Regions from separate parts of the Rattus norvegicus genome. Here all the other regions are linked to region 2. The links are chromatin contacts, called in public Hi-C maps. All regions are on one chromosome and are shown on one strand. Each heading gives the region's core, a stretch centred on a gene start, on an enhancer-like site or on the middle of the called end of the contact. The rest is flanking DNA. Distances are from core to core; before and after follow the strand shown. Region 1 holds the start of Slc25a39 (solute carrier family 25, member 39). Region 2 holds the start of Tmub2 (transmembrane and ubiquitin-like domain containing 2). Region 3 holds the start of Tmem101 (transmembrane protein 101).

Evidence for each region. Hi-C and Micro-C count contacts between places; a contact is called where the count stands out from the background.
Region 1: a contact with region 2 is called in a Hi-C map of liver, with 3 times the contacts expected there. The contact joins the promoter of Slc25a39 here to the promoter of Tmub2 in region 2. A contact is called at or near these places in 5 of 12 Hi-C or Micro-C datasets (hepatocytes, kidney, liver and 1 more) and 1 of 1 datasets of contacts at active chromatin or transcription factors (oligodendrocytes).
Region 3: a contact with region 2 is called in a Hi-C map of Schwann cells, with 2.8 times the contacts expected there. The contact joins the promoter of Tmem101 here to the promoter of Tmub2 in region 2. A contact is called at or near these places in 5 of 12 Hi-C or Micro-C datasets (the A7r5 cell line, the Rat2 cell line, Schwann cells and 1 more).

The regions. Positions count from the first base shown.
Region 1 is chr10:87,865,492-87,868,464 of GRCr8, forward strand. It overlaps Slc25a39 (solute carrier family 25, member 39), which reads right to left and starts at 1,482. Exons shown (of 12, transcript NM_001024792.1): 1 at 1,390-1,482; 2 at 553-652; 3 at 373-432; 4 at 206-250. The coding sequence starts at 637.
Region 2 is chr10:87,737,676-87,740,375 of GRCr8, forward strand. It overlaps Tmub2 (transmembrane and ubiquitin-like domain containing 2), which reads left to right and starts at 1,280. Exons shown (of 3, transcript NM_001031651.2): 1 at 1,280-1,787. The coding sequence starts at 1,753.
Region 3 is chr10:87,607,547-87,610,421 of GRCr8, forward strand. It overlaps Tmem101 (transmembrane protein 101), which reads right to left and starts at 1,507. Exons shown (of 4, transcript NM_001191650.1): 1 at 1,327-1,507; 2 at 836-1,016. The coding sequence starts at 1,463.

The sequences.
Region 1 (2,973 bases), core at 232-2,731, 130 kb after region 2:
ACAGACATTAGGAGGAGAGGGCCTGGAGCCTTGCAGGGTGACAGGGCTGGGCCGCTATGCAGATATTCCTGTGTGGGACAGAAGGCTGGCTCATGTCATCTCAAAGTATGCACTAGTCCATGATCGTGGGGACCCCAGGTATTCTAGGGACACTCAACACTTCTTCCTTGGGCCCTCCCAGGGACCTGGGGCTCAGGGAACTCACATTTGGTGTAGGAAAGACTCCAGAATCTGGAGGGAGTTGTCAATTCTGAAACACAAGTCAGCCCTGGTGGTCAGGAATGCTGCCTCCCCCACTGGAACCCCATTTCTGGGAAATCATTATTTTGTCAGGCAGCTCCCCTCGGTCTGGTTCTAAGTTCTGGTACTTACCGCTGGCTACCGTGGGTCTCTGAGACTGAAGGCGGACCTTCACCACATCCAGGGGTGTCACTGGGGAAGGAGGTAAGTTTGAAGGTTCCTTCACCCTCTTCTTCATTAAAACCAAACTGCCTCCAACCTCAGCCCACATTAATTCCCAGCTACCCACACCCCAATCTCCCCAGGTCTTACTGAAGAGGGAGGTGACCACAGCCCCAGCTCCTGAGGCCACCATCTGCTGAAGGGGGCTAATGCCCCCAGGATCCTGATCATCCATCTTTGAGTTTCAATTCTGAAAACACACACCACAGTTAAATGGAGCTTAAGCCCATGACAAGAAAGGCTTGGGAATGGGGGAGCAAGCATGAAGTAAAATGCTCTGGGACTTCAACAACGGCACACTCATCCAGAGTTTGCCTCTATAATCTTTGAAATCTAGAAACGTGCTCACTTTGCCGAGGGGGAAACTAAGGCTCAAGGGTTGCTATGACCTTCGTGGTTACGTCATTCGTTTAGAAAGAAGCTAGAATAGCCGTTGGCCAATGGTAGTGATGGCCATTTCCTCAGCCACATGGTTATTATGCTCCTCCGGATCTCAGAGGCCAAAAGATCAAAACGCCTGAGCCCTTCCACCCAACATCTGGGCGGGCACATGAACGCCCTGGGCGAGGAGAGGTCGAGTCCGGCATCGAGAGAAACTTGTAAACAAATCTGCTGACAGAGAGGCAGGTCCATCTTCCTTCCCAAGATTGCTGGCCCTCCCCCCACACCGCCAGCCCGTGGCCAGACGGGACAGGCCGTAAGGCCTGAATGAGAGGACATTCTCTCTCTGCCTCCTCTCTCTCTTAAATACAAGCCGTGGAGACGGAAGCAGAGACCCGGTAACAAACCCTTTCACCGAGACTCGGCTGCACTCCATGCCCAGGCCCAGCAAAAAGGTTCACGGCGAGGCCCACCCCTTCCCATAGCCTCGATTCGCCTCCCAGCCGGGGACCCTCAGAGAACCCGCTTCATTCCTGGCCCGCCCACCTGGCTCTGAGCCGGTCCTTGCGCCGCGCCACGCCAGGGGCCTGGCGGGCCCATAGCGGCTCCGCGGCCGGTGCAGGGTCCGCGCGTGCCCGCTTCGCACAGCGGCCGCCTGGGAGAGCGGTGGGGCCGACTCCGCCCCCAGCAAGCTAAGCCCCGCCCCGTGGCCGACCGGCCGCGCGCACGGAGTGCAACGAGGTCCGCCCACTCGCGGCCCTCCCCCTCCCACTGGAGTCCCGCCCTTACGCCGCGGCCCCGTGGGCGGGTCCCCGCGGCCCCGCGCTCCTTGCGGCTCTCAGGTCAAGGTCGCCGCCTGGACGGCGCTTGCACCTGGCCACAGTAGCTCTCCTCTGCCCGCGCCCCGGAGGAGCGCTGCCCGGAGAGTCCAGACTTGCGATCGCTGGAACTTTCCAGACCGCGTGGGTATTGCTGCTCCGCGTCCTATAGAAGGCAGCTGCCGCGAGGGTCGGTTCTTCAAGGTCATCAGAGTGTCGGACAGCAATGGCAAACTTCTGCCCACTTAGCTCCGTGGCGGGAGTTTACAATTTATAGCGAGCGTGTTGGCAGGAATTACCATCCTCTTCATTTACGGATGATGAAACGGGGTTGCAACCCTGGAAGGCTTTAGGAACTGCAGGGCAACCCTGTTAGCCGACCTGTAACCTGGGCCAGGCATGGTGGGGCCCTGGGCCAATCAATTTACAGGACTTCTTTGGGCTGAGGACTCCGGGGACACGCAGAGCGTAGAGCAGGGAAGAAAACCCGTGTTTCGCGACAGATCTTAAAGAGTGTTAACACTTTCAAAACTTAAGAGTTGTCTTTTCTTTTCTTTTCTTTTCTTTTTTTTTTTTTTTGAGACAATCTATGTATCTTGACTGGCACAGAGCCTCCAATGTAGGCCAGGATGGCCTCTACCAAAACTTTTCCTAGGTTATTACTGACGAAGGTGCCCCCATTTTACAGAAAATGGAGAGGACTCAAGTTAAAACTTTTGTCACTGCCTTCTCAGATTATGAGTGGGCTTGCACGCAGAGCTGTTTCCGCACCAGCTCAGTACCCAGTACCCCACCACCCGCCTCGCCTTTAAGACTTCCACACTAGCGCGAATTTTAGTCTAACAGGAACCGGAGCACGAGGTGGGAGCCTGCACCTTTAAGAAGAATGGGCCGCGGCTTTGACGTCACTACCTTCTCCGCCCCCCCAGGCCCGGACTGGTTGCGAACGGTGCTGGAGCCGCCCAGCCAGCCCGGCCAGCACGTGGATTCCAAGGGGCCAACCATAATTTTTCCCGGAGAAAACCCTTACGGCATTTCCAGAGCTCAGAACCTCCAGTTTTAGGGGCGGAGTGAGCGCAAACGGATAGTTAGGAAAGCAGCCAATGATCTAGAGGCCTCGGCGATCGGCTGGCCCGGAGGCTGAGGCGGGAGGAGAGTCACGAGTTAAGTGTCGCCTGGGCTACACAGTAGACACTGCCTTGCCCTTCCCATTCTCCTTTCACCCTAAACCTGGCTTAAAAGCAACACAAAAGTCGTTTCATAAACCAGCGGTTAAGCGCCTGCTAAGGTCCTTTCAACCTCAAAGTTAATG
Region 2 (2,700 bases), core at 30-2,529:
CCCACTGCTCTTTAGTTTCTAGTATGGTATAGCCTTACTACAGGGGTGATGGCTGAATCTGCTCTGTTTGAGTCTGGCCATCTGATTTGTTGTAAAGCTTGGAAACTTAATCCATCACCGGGGCCATCTCTCCAGCCCCGGTATGCGACTTCTGAAAGAGTCGTTAGACTAAAAGGTTGAGAACGGCTGCTCTACTACATAGGAAATCACAGACAAAAAAATTGGAAAAACTAATCCAGGGTGATAGATGGAAAGATGTTTCAATGGTTAAGAGCACTTGTTGCTCTTTCTAGAAGACTTGAGTTCTCTTCCCAGCACTCAAGACTGGCAATTTACAACCTCTTGTAACCTTAGCTCTTGGAGATCCAATGCCCTCTTCTGGCTTCTGCAAGCTCCCACACACGACATACACATAGAAACAAAAAACAAACAAACAAAAAAAAGAGATCATTTTTTTAAGAGAGCACTGCATTTGTATCTGCCTAAAATGCCTTACGGCTTTATTTATCAAAGCTATATGGGGCAGAAATCTTCCAGTACTTAAGACTTTAAATTGTATTCTTGCCCGTCTCCTCGAGTAACAACTATCTTAGAAGTCAGAAATACAAACCTTACCGCTCCCAACATTGGAGCACGGTGCGTACTGGCGGAGCAGTAATGAATCCCATTAGCTCTGGAGCACGAGAACCAAGCCGGAAGGAAAAACCACGCGGGAAAGAAGGAAACCTAACGACCGGTAGACCAGCAGAGCTTGCCAGGGCAATCTCCTGAGCATGAAACCACGCCCCTTCCACAAGCACCCCCCACCCTCTTCTCTTTTTGCCCCGCCTCTGACCTCCAGGCGGCCCGAGGCCACGCCCACTGGGCGTGGTCTTACGGCCGGAGTTCCGAAATCCCGCCAACAGTGACTCCGCCCCTCCTGCCGCGGCGCAACCTGGCCCTTTTATTTAAAGATTACGTTTACGTCAGTCCGCCTTACGTAGCTTTGCGTCATCAGTACAAGGCGGGGGGCGGGACTTCCTGTCCCGGATGTTAACAGCTTCCGAGAAAAGCCGGAAGAGATCGGAGCCTGGACAGAATCCTGAATTGCCAGCCCCTCCCCTGACCCCTACGGAAAGACGAGTACAAAGACTGCCCTGGCGAAGTCAAAACATTTATCCTGGCTTTGTCAGGTGAGGCTCTCCTTCCCCATCGAGGCACAGTAACAATCCAAACCCCCTTTAATTTCCCATGACTCCTCGCGTCCTCAAGCTCCGCCCCTTCTCCTCTGCCCCGCCCCGAAGTTTGAGGGGTGTGGATGGTTTGCGACCCCTACCCCCGGACCCCCGCTTCCTCACCTGACCCTAAACCATCACTGACCGGGAGAGTCGGGCTTGGGCACTGCGTCCGAAACCCGGAAGCCCCTCGGCTCGGGGGACCCATGGACTCCACTGCCAAGGGAATAGAACCTCTCAGACGCCGAGCCTTCACCTCAGATAAAAGCACGGTCGGAGACGACTCCCGACAGTGCGGTCGGGGTCGTCCACTGACTGAGGAGAGAGCTGAAGCCTTGGATCAGACAGATGCAGGGTCCTATCTGGCCCCTGCCCACGGCAGTTCCCTGTGTCCTCCGTTTCCATCTGTCTTTGCCACAGTTTCCTTTTGTGTAAATCACGGTTCCTGACATTAACCTTACCATCAGGGTTTAGTTGTGGGAGTGAGACGTAATTGCTATCATTTGTTTATTGAACAGTGTTAATTATTTTTGCTTCGATGATTTCACGTCATCTTCAAAACAACCTTATGAGGTAGGTAACCATTTTAAACGCCACTTTACTGATGAGAAAGCTGAGGCTTTGAAAACGTTGTTGCAAGTTGCATAGCTAGAAGAGAGGCTAGACAGTGATCTGTAATTGCTTCCCTGACTCCAGGGCCAATCTGTTAAATAAGGCTGTGGAAATTCTTTGAATGTTGGTGTGTTCCACAAATATTCCTTGAGCAGTTACTGTGGCATTGCATTAAGAGCTTCAAAGAGCACTACCTTCAGTTCTTATCTTCCAGGAGTCAATGAAGAGATGGACAGGTTATAAGTATAATGATGCTTTATGGGTGCTGTGAGAATAGTCTGATAATGATAATCACCAGATGGATTAGCCCAGAGACAGCTGTGAAAGTAGATTCTCCAAGGAAAAGAGAAAGTACTCCGAGGAATATGCAGAGAGCCTCCAGCGCTTTCTCAGAAGCCACAGAGAGGGAGAACCTTCATATCACAAGACAGACTGAAATAAGGATTGTGAGAACTGTTGGGAAATTTTTCCAAATAATTTCTACTTGGGCAGTGGTTTTCTTGAAGCTGTCTCATGTAGCTGAGGCTGGCCTTGAACTTGCAATGTAGTGGAGGCTTGTCTTGAACCTCGTATCCTACTGCCTTTATTTCCCAAGTTCTGGGATAACTGGAGTATATGCCAGAACAGTGATTTTGCAGTTGTAAGCCAAGCCCATGGAGACTAAAGAGGATAGTGTTTCTGGTGACTGCCCTAAGTGACTCCCCAGAATTTGCCAGAACAGTTTAATAGATGAACATCTCTGCTGATAGTCCCAACGTATTTGTCTATTTGAAGTGATCTGATTCTGTCCTAGATAGATCAAAGTGTATTTATTTATTTGGCTCTTGACATCTGGGCATGAATGAGTGTATGGCCATGAATGAGATGTAATCAA
Region 3 (2,875 bases), core at 257-2,756, 130 kb before region 2:
GGGTTGAGAGGGGATAAGGAAACTGTCCATGGCCCTACAGAAAGCGGCAGGACTCAAGATGCCACAGGTTGGGGTTGGGGATATAGCTCAGTGGTAGAGCGCTTGCCTAGGAAGCCCAAGGCCCAAAAAAAAAGATGCCACAGGTTGCCACCTCCTCCACTCCTAGTTTGAAACCTAATCCCAGAGTTCCTCCTTTTGTGTAGTATTGACTCTATACCAACTAAAACAAGAACAGCCAGCCCGGCGTTGCTGGTGGTGGTGGCAGCGGCGGCGACAGTGCATGCCTTTAATACCAGCACTTGGGAGGCAGAGGCAGACTGATCTCTGTGTATGAGTTTGAGCCATTGTGGTCTACAGAGCAGTTCCAGAACAGCCAGGGTTATACAGAGAAACTCTGTCTAGAAACAAAACAAAACGAATAACTTCTGCATTTGCAGGCACAAATTCTACACTAGTATTCACTACATTTCATAAAACCTGATGAGTAGACCAGATATCCTCAAGATCTCTTTTGCTTTACCTGTCTAAGACTAATAAATTAATGGTTTAAAGGATTTGGGGAATCAGACAACTCTGGGTTATGGGTCCCTTCGATACATTGTGGCATGATTTTGGTAAGTCCATTTTCCATCTCTGGACCTCCATTTTCACACTCTACAAGGGTCTGTGTGGTCTCTGTGGGTCTGACACGTCTGTGTTCTGTAATAATCACAAAACCGCCTCAAACAGTACTCCAATTTCCCCCTGGCTTCACGTTTGAGAGTACCACACGTGCCCACCACATGCACCAGCTCCTTCCCCAAAGCTAAATCTCTTCTAGAGTTCACGTGCTCACCTTTAGCCAGTCCCCGTAGTGGACATAGCCCCCGATGTAAGCGGCATAGGTGCTAATGGCTAGCTGGAGTGCGGCGCCCAACGCAAACCAACGCCGCTTCACTCCGAAGGACATGAAGCTAGCACACAACACAGCTGCCCCCATGTCGAAATATAGATAAGGCACTGGGATGTCCGGCTTCCTGTGAATCGAGTGTAGGGAACAAGGAGGACAGAATGAATGGAGAGTAAGGGTCTGGGGACCTCTGTAAATTCCCGCAATCTTCACTGCTCCCCAGAAACCAGAGACCCTCCTCACTGCTGGGGCCGCCACATCAGTTCTGGTCGTACAGCCGAACCAGAGCATCTTCCAATCTGTCTGAGCACCAATTCCTCCCGATCTAAGTGCTCCGACTTCTGGCCCCCAACTTCTCCCAACATCACCGCACCCCAGTTCCCAGGACAGGCCGTACCGCCCCCCACCGCATTCGACGGCTTCGTGGGCGCGCTCACCGGCGCGCCTCGGCCCTTTCAGCGTACAACATGAGTTGGCTGAAGCAGCCCCAAAAGGGGCAGCGCGTGAGCAGCACGGAACCCAGCTGCATGATTAGCTGCAGCATCCAGCGTCTCGAACCAATCTTCGAAGCCATCTTGGGAAAGGGCAGTCCGGTACGGCCTCAGCCGGGTCTGGGAGACCAGCACGGAGGATGATACAGGCAACTTCCGGTCCCTTACTGTTTTTCTTTTCGTCCGGAAACAAAGCTCTCGCTCTCTAGTTCCGGGCGAGAAAAAAAAATGTGGAGGAGTCAGCCTTTCTAAACTCTCCCTACGGAGAGAACTCCGAGCTTCTCTTTGCACTTTCTTTGCCTTTAAAAAAAGATTTGTTTAGGGGCTGGTGAGATGGCTAAGGGCACTGCTGTTCTTCCAGAGCTCCTGAGTTCAATTCCCAGCAACCACAGGGTGGTTTATAACCTTCCATAAAGTGATCTGATGCCCTCTTCTGGCATGCACGCTTATGCATTACAAACAAAACATAAAAGATTTGTTTATTTATGTATACGAATGCTCTATTTACATGTATGCCTGCATGACAAAAAAGGGCATCAGACCCTGTCATAGATGGTTGTGAATCACTCAAGTTGCTTGGGATTGAACTCAGGACTTCTGAAACAGAAACCAGTGAGTGTTCTTCGTACATTCAAAATGGAACAGGAGCAAAGAGCGTAAGGTTGAAATATCAGAAATCCTGGAATACAGCTTGATGTATGGAAGCAACCAATTCTGGATGTGACCAGGCCTGGACTCCAACCTGAAAACCAACTCTGTCATCTAAATGGAGACTCAAGTGTGAAATGGGGATAATGACATTCCACCTCATCATTGCTGGGAGACTTGATTTTAACAAAGGTGGTATCGGCAGATAAGAAGGGTCCAATGAAAGAGTGTAATACATGCACACAGGACCCAGAGAGGATTCCCTGTCTTTAGCTGAACTTGTAAAGTAAGGAGTCCTCTTGGCTCTAAGTCATCTGTTTGGTCTTGATGCCTTTTGTCTCCTGGGAGAAGAGAAAGATCTACGCATTTAAGACATCATAATCAGACTTTTTCCCGGTTGCCATCTTCCCACTCGATCCCAAACAGCAATCAGCTTAACTTCAGCCGCCTCCACCTTCCTTATTCTCCAAACATCTTTTGGGAGGAGAAGCTGCCGTGAGTGTTCATATAATTTCCTATGTTGCTCAGAATACCCTCCAACTCATGATCCTCCTGCCTCCATCCACCTTAAGGGTAGACTATGAACATGCCTGAACATGACTAACAGCTGCCTTTCCTTTTAATCAGCTCACCACAAAGGCAATTATGTATTTGTTATCAATACACACACACACACACACACACACACACACACACACACACACACACATTATGAATTCCATGAGTGCAAAGACAGTAAGTATGTAGTTTCTGTTTATTTATAGCCTCAGGGCCAGATATACATTCTTTTCTTTTTTTTTTTTTCAGAGCTGGGGACCGAACCCAGGGCCTTGCGCTTCCTAGGCAA